Linked DNA regions of Mus musculus: region 1 is linked to region 2. A link is a contact called in public HiChIP or PLAC-seq data. All regions are on one chromosome and are shown on one strand. Each heading gives the region's core, a stretch centred on a gene start, on an enhancer-like site or on the middle of the called end of the contact. The rest is flanking DNA. Distances are from core to core; before and after follow the strand shown.

Region 1 (5,316 bases), core at 1,296-3,795, 130 kb before region 2:
CTTGAACTCACAGAGATTCTCCTGTCTCTGCCTCCTGAGTGCTGGGATTATAGAGGCATGCATTACCCCAGCCCCACCCATGTCAATTTTTATAAGAACGTTCGTTTGTTGGGATTTTGATTGTAACTGTGTTGAACCTTTGGTAATTTGGGGAGAATTAGTATCGTAACAGTTTTGAGAAATCAGATGAATGAGTGTGGCATCTCCATTATTTTAGAACTAGTTTAATTACTTTTACTGTTTCTTAGTATTTACCATTGTTAGTCTTACACATGTGTTGTTAAATTTATCTCTAGGGCTGGTGAGATGGCTCAATGAGTAAGGGCACCCGACACCTCTTCCGAAGGTCCGAGGTTCAAATCCCAGCAACCACATGGTGGCTCACAACCATCCATAATGAGATCTGATTCCCTTTTCTGGAGTGTCGGAAGACAGCTACAGTGTACTTACATATAATAAAAATAAATAAATCTTAAAAAAAAAAAAGTAGACTTTAAAAAAAAAAAGCCAGGTGTGGTGGCGCACGTCTTTAATCCCAACACTCAGGAGGCAGAGGCAGGCAGATTTCAGAGTTCGAGGCCAGCCTGGTCTACAAAGTGAGTTCCAGGACAGCCTGGGTTATACAGAGAAACCCTGTCTCAAAAAACGAACAAACAAAAAATTATCTCTAAATATGGTTTTGAGCTCAAATAATGATGTTTAAAATTTTTCTAAATTTGGGCCTGCAAAGATGGCTGAGAGGGTTAAGAGCATACATTGGTTTTGTAGACAGTCCAAGTTTGGGTTCCCAGCATCCATACTGGGTGGCTATAGCCACTGGTAACTCCAGCTCTGGTGGCCTCTGGCCTTCACTGGCGCCTTTGCTTTCCTGCACAAGCCTACAGGCAGATACATACATAACATTAAAAATAATGAAATCTTAAACAGTTTTATATGTACATAAATAACAAATGTAAATTATACAAAATTTTAAAAATTTAAATTTGTATTTGCCATTATTAATATATAAAGATGCAATTAGTTTAGGGCTTCTGTCTTACTCTTGCAAGACTCACCTTTTAGCTTTAATCACTTTATTATATTCTTTGAGCATTTTCTGTATATGTTGTCATGGTTGGTGTGTAGAGAGGATATTTTACAGACTGGGTGTTGTTTTCCTTGCACTAATTGCAATGGTTAGAACACCCACAAAATGCTGACTAGAAAGACACATCACTGCTTTTTGGCTAATCTTAGAGAGGGAGGTCCATCTGTACCATCGAGGATGGCAAGTTGTATGTTTTCTGTAGGTGCTGAGATTTCCACTTCTCCCTTTAAGAGTGGGTGTTTTGTTAGCTTTCAATGCATTCATTAAAATTAAGTGAATGGATAGTTTTACTAGAATACTAATATAGTGAATTACATTTTTTTTGACTATTGAACCAATCTTGTTTTCTTGAGACGAACCTCAGTTGTAGTATGTCCCCTTTTCATATATTGATAACACACTAGTAATATTAGTGTATAGTTTCTTTTTTCTTGTGCCCCTTTGCTTCTTTTTTTTTTTTTTTTTTTTTTTTTGAGACAGGGTTTCTCTGTGTAGCCCTGGCTGTCCTGGAACTCACTCTGTAGACCAGGCTGGCCTCAAACTCAGAGATCCGCCTGCCTCTGCCTCCCGAGTGCTGGGATTAAAGGTGTGTGCCACCACGCCCGGCCCTTTGCTTCATTTTTATATGAGGGTTATTTAGGTTGGTCTTCAATAGATTACAGAGCCATTTCTAATTATTTCTTTTTCCTAAAAGAGATTGTATAATACTGACGTGAAACCTGTAGCCATACATTTCTTACAACCTACTTTTAATAAGGATCCAACCTCTCCTCTAGCCCACCACCAGCAGGGGGAGTGGGAGAGAAGAGTTACAGGACGTGGGGGAAGCGGACCTGCTCAAAAATAGTTCTTTGCGGCAAGTTTGATCTTCTTTCTTAGAAGTTCAGTCCCATAGCAAACATCAAATATGACTCAGCAGCTCCTTATACATTTATAGTCCTGTATATGTTTGTGTTTAATGTGCCAGGAGACATATGCACTTGAATATATTTTTTATGTAGTTGGATGTAGAGCACAGTTAATCCAAGTTGGATTATAGGACTAGTCATGGGTTAGATATCTTTCTGTCTATTAATTTTCTGTTGTAAAGGGATTTTGAATCTTGGAGTATAATTGTGATTTGTTTACTTTCTGTTTGGTTTTGTAGTGCTTGTTTCATGCATGTTGTAACTTGCTACATAAACATAATTATTTTGCATCTTTGAGAAGCCAACATTAAGTATTATGAATTGTCCTTTTATTCCTCATAATAGTCCATCTCCTGAAATCTCTTTCTCCAGTGGAAACCAGGTAGATGACCTAATTAAAATTATTTCTGATGCTCTATTCTACCCGGTGCAGACTCAGTCCTATTTAAGCCCTATTTAGATGCTTGCTGCAAGTTCTAGGTTCTGTGCTTTCTTGTGCATTCTCTCTGTCTCTCGGCTCACTGCCTCTTTTTTTCCCTCCTCCCCCCCTCCCCCCTTTGTGAAAGGGTTTTTCCATGACAGAGCCCAGGTGTCCTTTGAACTTTGTAGACCAGGCTGCCTGCCTGCCTCTGCCTACCCGGTGCTGAGATTAAGGGCATGCATCACCATGCCCAGCTGTGGTCTTTATTTCTGAATAACTGGCTATAAAGCACGGACTGCCAAAGCCTCATCACAGGTTTGATTGATTTGCTAGAGTAGCTCATAGAATTGGGGATACTTTCTCTTTGTTTACCTGTTGTATGTTGAATATTTTATATCAAGCATTTCAGATTTTAGATTTTTAAAGATTTCATGATACTTTCATGAATATAAGGAAATAAGATACCATTCTGAACATGGAAGTTAGTTCTGTTTGATACATACCTTATATACAATTTTATATAATATTTTGTGTATACCTATGCTATTAATTCAACTAGTAGGAAGACTAGGTATTAATTCAACTAATAAGAAGACTAGGTATGGAATTTTCTTCATATGGAGTCAGGCCAGTACTCTGATTTTGAATATTTGAATTGGATGCTAATCTGTGAAGGGTATACTAAAGAATAATGCAGAGAATACAATGAACTGCTAGAGAGAGGAGATGCAGAGACCAAGGTATATAGATAGGCATAGGAAGCTCTCTGCATATGCTATCCTCCAAACATCTAGTAGTTTGTCCTTTGAGTTTTTAGAAGATTTCATTACTTAGGTATGATTTATTACATCTTAGCTGTTGGTGACCAACTCATCCATTAGCCTTTTTCTACTTAGATATTGGTAAGATGGGTTGAAAAATCAAGTTGGAGTATATTTTATGATAATTTTAACCATGATTTGGTCCTATTAAGGATCCTCAAGTCACCAGTCATCTCATTTTAAAAAGATATCATTACCACTCTAGAGATTCCTCAAGATGTGAAACTTTAGGCTGAGAGCAAGGAACAAAGAACAGAGATCACATATTTCTTTCTTTCTTGGTGTATCACAGTGTCATTCCTATTCATGTCATTAGCCTATATTGTCTTGAACAGTTTGATTTTTTTCACTTTATGCAGCTAAGGCATTAACTGAAGTGTGGTTTTACATGGCAGTTGAGACCGCCCTGGATGCTCACCGTGGTTTCTCTCCCTTACTAGTTGCATGACTTTAAAAGTTGCTTCTTCATTATGTCCTTTCCTATTGAGGATACAGATAGGACACTAATGACTTTTGGCTATCAGTTAATATATGTCAAGTAATTAGTGTACTGATGTAGTGTAACAGTTACTATGTTGCAGTTGTTGTGTTGGGCCTTCTCTGAGCATCTTCCCTGTAATTTCAATTTCTTCCCTCTAATAGTACTCCCTTCCCTGCTATCATTTTCTTATTAAGGGTTTTCCATGAACCTACCACATTTAATCCTTATCTAAATTATGTTAAGTTATTTTCCACTAGGATACAAGTTCTTTGAGGTGAGAAATAAAGGTAGGGATTTATCCCTAGAACTTGGAATTATGTGGAATATATTAGAGTCTAAGTAAATATATTCTGAATTGTGTGCCAGATATTGACTTAACTACTGAAGATATACAAAATGAGTGGTGTGCAGAGATCTTTAAAAATGCATGTACAGTATAATAGGAGAGGTTTATACTTGCAAAACTGTAGTGCTTTTTGCTCATTTGAAGTGATGATAGTTGTAAGTTTCCCTGGGGTTGGCCTGGCTGATGGTATACATTGAACTGAGCATTTAAGGTCATTTCCTGGAAGGGGTCAGTGTATAAAGTTACAGAGCTTGATTGTTTAGGCAATATATGTAGTTCCAGTTAAGGACAATATAGATAGTGGATAGTAGGGGTCGATAGGGTTAGCAACTACAGACGTGCAAGTATTTTATTCTCAGCTACATGTGGCAGTGAGTTTTGAGGGTTCAGCTAGATGTTTTATAACTCTCTGCAACACTGAATTAAAATCTAAAGTTAGTTTTTGAAAGTGTATTTCATTATAGATCATTATAAAAGAATTATAAAAACTTGGTTTTTTAATATAGCCTTTCAGAAATTATTTGAGAATTATGATCAAAACATGAAGTAATAATGACTTTTCTATAAAATTGAGCAAATATATATATGTACATATATAAATATGTACATATATATATATGGTGTGTGTGTCTGTGTGTGTATTAAATTTCTACTTAATCAGTTACTTATCATAAAGGAATCTGCTAAATCATTATGTCCACCGTGACACACAAAGCAAAGACTAAAAAGTAACTATTTAGATGGGGGACCCATAAAAATAGTGCTCTAAATTATTGGATTAAGTTTGAGGTATTTATTTTCTACATTTTAATACAATTAGGTTAAAAGCCTAAAGTATCTTTTAAAAACAATCTTCTTACTACCTTTGCCAAGAAAAAGAGTCTTCTTTGGGTATCTTTTAATGTCTGATGTTTAATATTTAATTTGCAAATGTAAAAACAATATTTGGCAGTTTGTGTGATACCTTTAATGGATGTGCCCTTTAGAAATAAAAATTATGAACTCACAAAAATTAAAACTGCTAGATTAGAGTCTTAAGAGTCGATTTCTTCAGAGGCATGGTTCGTTTTCACTGGATAAGCAGGCTTACTTGGGGATTAGTTGATTACCTGCACCTTCCTGTCCCATTTTGCTAACCCTGGCGGTGATCCTGGTTAGCTGAGGTGAGGAGTGGGGTATGACTTAGCCACTTTTACCTTTCCCTCAGATGTCTCCAAGCGTGGTGTTCTTTATGCACCTGATATATTGGGTG
Region 2 (5,592 bases), core at 2,736-5,235:
TGACAGTTACACAAGGGCCAACTGCCAAAGTCTGCCAACTCTAGGAAACAATGCGCTTAGGCCCCTGCCTGGGTGGTAGGGCTGACCTGGCTGTCTGAAGCGGGGAGGGTAGGCACTGGGATTGCCAACCTGGGAGCCTGCCCTGGAACTGGGCTCAGTGTCATCGAGCCATTGGGGACAACAGTTGCGTTCAAGCCATTTGAGGGCTCCCCGGTGGCCTGTATTTTGAAGTAGACGAGATAGAACACTGGCAATACGATCCCAATGAGAAGCATAAGGAAGACGGCATTCCACCACTGAATCCCACAGTCGGCACCATCGGCTACTGGCTTCTGGGTTATGGGGAGCAGCAGCTGATCTGGGGCCTCCACACAGCAGCTGTCACCGTGGAAGACGTCAGAATGCACAGCCCGCTCAATGTTCTCATCAATGCCCTTGAAGAAGTCTGTCAGCTGGTTGCCCTGAGTGGTTGCTCCACCAGCATCTTCATCTTCAGGCAGGTCTACCAGGGTCACCCTGGTCTCAGAGGATGAAGCCCCAAGGGGCATTAGTTCTTGGTGGGTCTCCGTGAGAATCCCATGATTTCTCACTGGAATCTTGATTGACTTCAAAGCATACAGGTCTTGCTCTCTGATGAAGTTGTTTGCTTTCTTGATATCTGCAACCTACGGAAGCCATGCATTATAAACATGCGATGCTCCTTAAAACCAGTACCCAGCTGAGACCTTTGCTTGTTGGGGCTCCAGTGGAGACGCCCATGAAAGCTTGAAAGCACACCCACAGACAGCTTCATTTCAGCTAAGTGACTAAGGCTTTTGATTCTCTGGTCTTTGGTTTTTACCCCTTAATGAATAGTTTAGAAACCAACTGCTCTACTTTAAACAATTTCTGATCACCTTTGGAGGGTGTTGTGACTACAGCCAAAGCTTCAGGTGAAACAGAACCAACACTGTCACCCTTCCTGTCTAACTCAGTGTCCCCATCTCACACCAGACCCAGCTGAGCAAGTGACCAGACAAGCTCACCAAAGCCCAAGCTGGCTCTGGGCACACGTGGGGTCTCTGCCACCTGAGAGCTTCCTCACAATGCTCCCTCACACTTTCCCAGAAGCAGGGCAGGCACAGGAACTTATTCCCCGGTTAGAAGTTAATTCAGTTTGGGGAGATGAAACCTCTCATGAGAAGTGAGCTAGGCAATCAGCCACCAGCCAGGAGTTTCGGGTTGAGTTGGTTTTTTTGTTTTGTTTTTTTGTTTGTTTTCTCCAGACTAAGGTTGTGGGACTGTGACTGTGGATTTTTATCAAGTAACACAAAACTTCTAACAGAAAAGGAGGAATGGGAAGCCAAATTTTAAATTCCCCTCACGCTACTTGGGAAAAACTTCTCTAAGTGTAAGTACGGCCCACGGAGCTGACGGTGCAAGTCCATCGTGTGTGCGATCGCTTTACTCAGCAGCCACTTTAGAGTCTTACTCAACCGGCTTATAGGACGCTTCTCTCTTGCTCTGAAACCAACAAACAGGAGGAGCTTGACAGCTTCCATTCTTTGTGTACTACATGAACAGCACATGTATTCTCCTCCCATAGGAACTGGACTACTTACTGGAGACACTAAATACCCACTCTGGGTTTCTTAGGGACTGTCATTCTGACATGACATGAACAGTAAGTCTATCTTTCAAGACTTTGTTGGGAAGGTTTTTTGTTTGTTTGTTTGTTTTTTGTCCATGGTCTATAAAGCATATGTTATGCCTAGAGAAGCAGATTATAACACCCAAATGCAAAGGCCAGTGCAATGTTAAGATGCTATGTGTCCCTGGAGACGAGCCTCTATTTGGGAAAGACTCCCACACCCACACAGTCTTTTTGCTCATTTGGATCTTTTTAGATAAACCACAGACAATTTTTAGGAGGTAAAGTTGTTTGTTTGTTTTTTAATTGTGTAGCTGATGCAAGCTTGGTGAAAGCTTCTGCCAGTATATAGCATGATTATAGCATGTACTATATAGCATGTATATAGCATGTATACAGCATGTATATAGCATGTATATAGCATGGAGTCAACAGCGGGAAACAGACTGTTTCAATGCGGGAGAAAAGAGCGATTCCAGAAACGCTTTCCAACTTACTTTGCCACTGTTAATCACTCTGAGTGCTAAAAACATAATTAAAGAGAAAGATAAGGTTATACAAACGCACAGCACAGGGGCCAGACCATGCAGTTCTACTAGGGAGAAGAGAGAAAACTCTACTAGTCAGATTAGCTACTGGCAAGCAAAGGTCAGAAAATACAAGTAGTGAGAGAAGCATGCCACAGAAACGTGTGGACTCCGCCTACCATCTCCAGCCCTAAGACCTTAAATCCAGTGTGCTCAGAGGCCACACTGTTTCATAGTGTCCCTGTGGAGGACACAGGACAAGCACACCCTGAACTGAGGTGCCCAACTAACTGACCCTTCCTGAGCCCAGAGTTCTGAATGAAGGGTACCTCCACCAGCTTCCAGCCCTGGCTAGGGAGGACTCTAGTCGCCTATGGGGGTCAGGAAGGTCCTATAGTGACCCCCGCCTATAGTGGACCCCCTCCCCCCCCCCCGTGCCTCTCTCAACCCTGGAGGGCAGAGGGACTGAGGTCAGCTTACTTTGCAGCCATACTGGAGAGCCAGCTTGTTGAGGCTGTCTTCCTGAGCCAGCTCCCGCTGCAGCAGAACCATGGTGCCTGCTCCTGGCCGTTGGCTGCTGTTCTTCTGGTGCTCCTTGCCCCGGGGTCGTAACACCACCTGATGTGACTCTTCCTCAGAGGAGTCCCCAGAGTCCCCGCTGCCATTGTTGAACATGTAAACGTGGCTGTTTGGAGTCCTGCAGACAGCAGCTGGACCTTGGAAGCTCTTGGCTAACACTTCCTTCTGCCTCATTTTCTCTTAACTGAAAATCAGACCTGGAGTTAATTCCACACAAATGCTATTCATTTTCCTCTGGCTTCCTAAAGAGGACTGTCTCGTTAGTAACTTCCTAATATTGCCAATATCAAACAAACAGCATCAGGACAGAAGGACATCCTCACACCTGTCCACCTGATACTGACACAGAATAAGATCATACTTTCCCTAAGTGCTTACTGTGTGCAAAAAAGATTCCCCACCCTTCTTCCCCACCCCCAGCTGTGCTTCCCCTAGCCCACAGAAGAAACCACTGTGTCTCAGCACTGTGTGAGGTGACAACTGTTCTCAGCTCTCTGACACTGAGAATCTTACACTTAGAATCTTTGGACAAAAACCTCATTAGGCATCCCAAGGTGTCTTCAGGGGAAAGGACAGAAGCTGGGAACAACCATAGTTCTCTTATTTTGACCCTGGCTGACGTGACCTAATTGATGAGCAATGGAAAAACCTATCAAATTTCAATTTGTCCGTTTCTCACAGTCATTCTGGACTCATTTCACCCCCACGGTCCCCTTATTGCCACCTGGAGTCAAACGCCAGAGCCACAACCAACCTTTCCCTTCCAAATGGCTGGAATGAGACTCCAGGCATTCCTGGCGGTCCCTTCTGCATGGCCCTTTAAGGGAACAGCCAACCTCAGGTATCTCCCTCTGGTCTCAAATTCTGAGCCCCTGGCACCCGGGGCGGCCAAAAGAGGCCTCAGTTTCCCTCCAATGACAGGTGGGCTGTCATTAAGCAGGAGACAAAACAAATTTCAGACGTCCCCGCCCCTGGGCCTAAACAGGCCCGGCCCCAACTTTCCAAAGAATACACATCCTGCCACTCCCGCAAGCCGGCACCAGCCCTCTGTGGACACAGGCACTGGCCCTGGATTGGCAGCCCTCCACTGAGCCCACAGTGACAGGGCCAGAAGCCCTGGCCCCCCAAGTCAACCCAGCAGACCCTGCTCCAGGTTCGGGTACCTCGCTCCCAGGCTTCACCGCCACCGCGCCCGCCGATTGGCTGCAAAAAGCAGGTCTTCCGGGGGCGGGGACTAAGAGCCAACCAATGACTTCAGAGGAGGGCGGGCCCTGGCAGAGCCGGGAGGTGCTGAGAGGTCAGAATGAGGGCGGGCCCTGATGGGCGGGGCTCCAGCGTGGACCCTGGACTTGTGCTCCTATGTCATTTATCCCAGCTGTTCCCGGTTTCCCCTTCTGAGCCAGGTATCTTGGCCTCCTCGGTGGCCACAGCTTTCTGCTAAGCCTCGGTCTTCTTCCCGGCAGGAGAGACCTTTGACCCATGTGCGTCCTGATCCGTGGCCAGGAGCGTACCCAGTACGGCGGTGCGCCACTCGAGAGGCCTGACCCAGGTAGCCTCAACCTGAATCTTCGACCCAGTATCCTTTGAGGGGCCGAATGGTTGCCAGCCCCTGCCCAGAGATAAACAGAAGTCCAGGGATGTGAAATGTTGCCCTGACAACACAGACCAGAATTGGATAAAGGAGAATATGTATCATCTGGCCAGCCAGAGCGTCCCTGCTATTTGGAAAAGGGCGGAGAACCTGTGGCATTGTTTTGTAACCAAGATTAAAATCCTTAATGGAGTAAGACTCATCCAATGAATAAGGAAGAAACTAAGTGTCGTGGGCAGGCATTACACCAAAGAATGCAGATGGCTGGCCGCTGAACCAAGGTGCTAAGCCTGTCTGGGAATCAACATTGAAACAAGAGCCCAGAAATTCTTCCTATGATTTAGAATAAAACTAAAAGTCTTACTCTAAATGTCTAAGGCCAGGAAAGCACCAGGTCATGGCCCTCTCTGCTAGCCACAGGACTCTTCTTTCTGGCTTTAAACATCTGTTTAAACATTTGTTTACTTTGCCCCCCAACCCAGGAGGTGAGCCTCGCTAATATACCCAGCACATGTGTTTCCCACTGAGGTATTTGTGGTTTGTGACAGTTTACAGGCTTGGATGAGGCTGCCTGAGAAGTATGAACGCTATGTCCCACCTATCAGAGTGGGCCAGGTGCCCAGCCACATGAACAGGTCCACTGATCTGATCCCAAGTTAGTGGAGACCCACCCCATCACCAGAGGTATCCACTCGGATATCCTTCAACCCTTGTCAAACATGTTGTCCCCTCCCAAGTCCAGCCTTCTCCTGGGATAGAGGATGCAAGGTAGCAGGGGCCAACTATTTAGCTTTCTGAATATGGCTCTGAACTCCAGGGCTAAGCAGAACTGCCATGGAATGTCGAAAGTTTTGTCTTTTAATTTTTTATTTCTTTTAAAGAGTCTAAGCCAAGCCCTTCACAAGGGCACTGACCCAGTCCCCTCTTTAAGGCTCCACCTTAAAAGCTCACTTCAGAGGGTAGGGTTTCAACAGGAAGGAAAGGGGACACAAGTCAGTCTATGGCAAGCCTGAATATGAATTCCTTTCGTGGAAAATGAATGTTTATGCTTCTCATTGTAGCCAGCTTTCCCCTCTTACCTCATGAGCTGTGTGTGCTGAACACTCACCAGGGATCATCCCAGCAACATTTGGTCTTCAGACTAGCAGGGATTATATCAGATCCCAGTCTATAGAGGAGAATACTCAAGTGTGAAGACAGCAGTGTGAGGTGTGTGCCTAGATGGCAGCCCCAGCCCCCCCAGACCTACACCACGCCTCCACCTT

The links. HiChIP or PLAC-seq counts read pairs in DNA pulled down with a chosen protein or histone mark.
Region 1: a contact with region 2 is called in a BATF HiChIP or PLAC-seq map of CD8 T cells, with 5 read pairs. The contact joins the enhancer-like site here to the promoter of Lysmd4 in region 2. A contact is called at or near these places in 7 of 39 promoter capture datasets (the C10 cell line, hematopoietic stem and progenitor cells, hippocampal neurons and 4 more), 2 of 15 datasets of contacts at CTCF or cohesin (the G1E-ER4 cell line and the NIH/3T3 cell line), 28 of 484 Hi-C or Micro-C datasets (B cells, CD4 T cells, CD8 T cells and 21 more), 4 of 115 datasets of contacts at active chromatin or transcription factors (CD8 T cells, bone marrow-derived dendritic cells, effector CD8 T cells and 1 more) and 3 of 9 other capture datasets (adipose tissue, liver and pancreatic islet).

The regions. Positions count from the first base shown.
Region 1 is chr7:67,350,435-67,355,750 of GRCm38.p6, reverse strand. All of the region lies in intron 1 of Mef2a (myocyte enhancer factor 2A), which reads left to right. Among named protein-coding and RNA genes, the nearest start is that of Mef2a, 20 kb to the left of the region's middle. Within about 2 kb of position 2,545, at least 15 of the 459 cell types and tissues checked have an H3K27ac peak or open chromatin away from gene starts, as enhancers often do. A contact at or near this core is called in CD8 T cells and liver, where this site is marked.
Region 2 is chr7:67,220,937-67,226,528 of GRCm38.p6, reverse strand. Lysmd4 (LysM, putative peptidoglycan-binding, domain containing 4) reads right to left here and starts at 3,985. Exons shown (of 3, transcript NM_175215.4): 1 at 3,900-3,985; 2 at 2,638-2,920; 3 at 1-665. The coding sequence starts at 2,910. The coding sequence ends at 57. It overlaps 1700112J16Rik (RIKEN cDNA 1700112J16 gene), which reads left to right and starts at 4,071. Exons shown (of 3, transcript NR_131044.1): 1 at 4,071-4,285.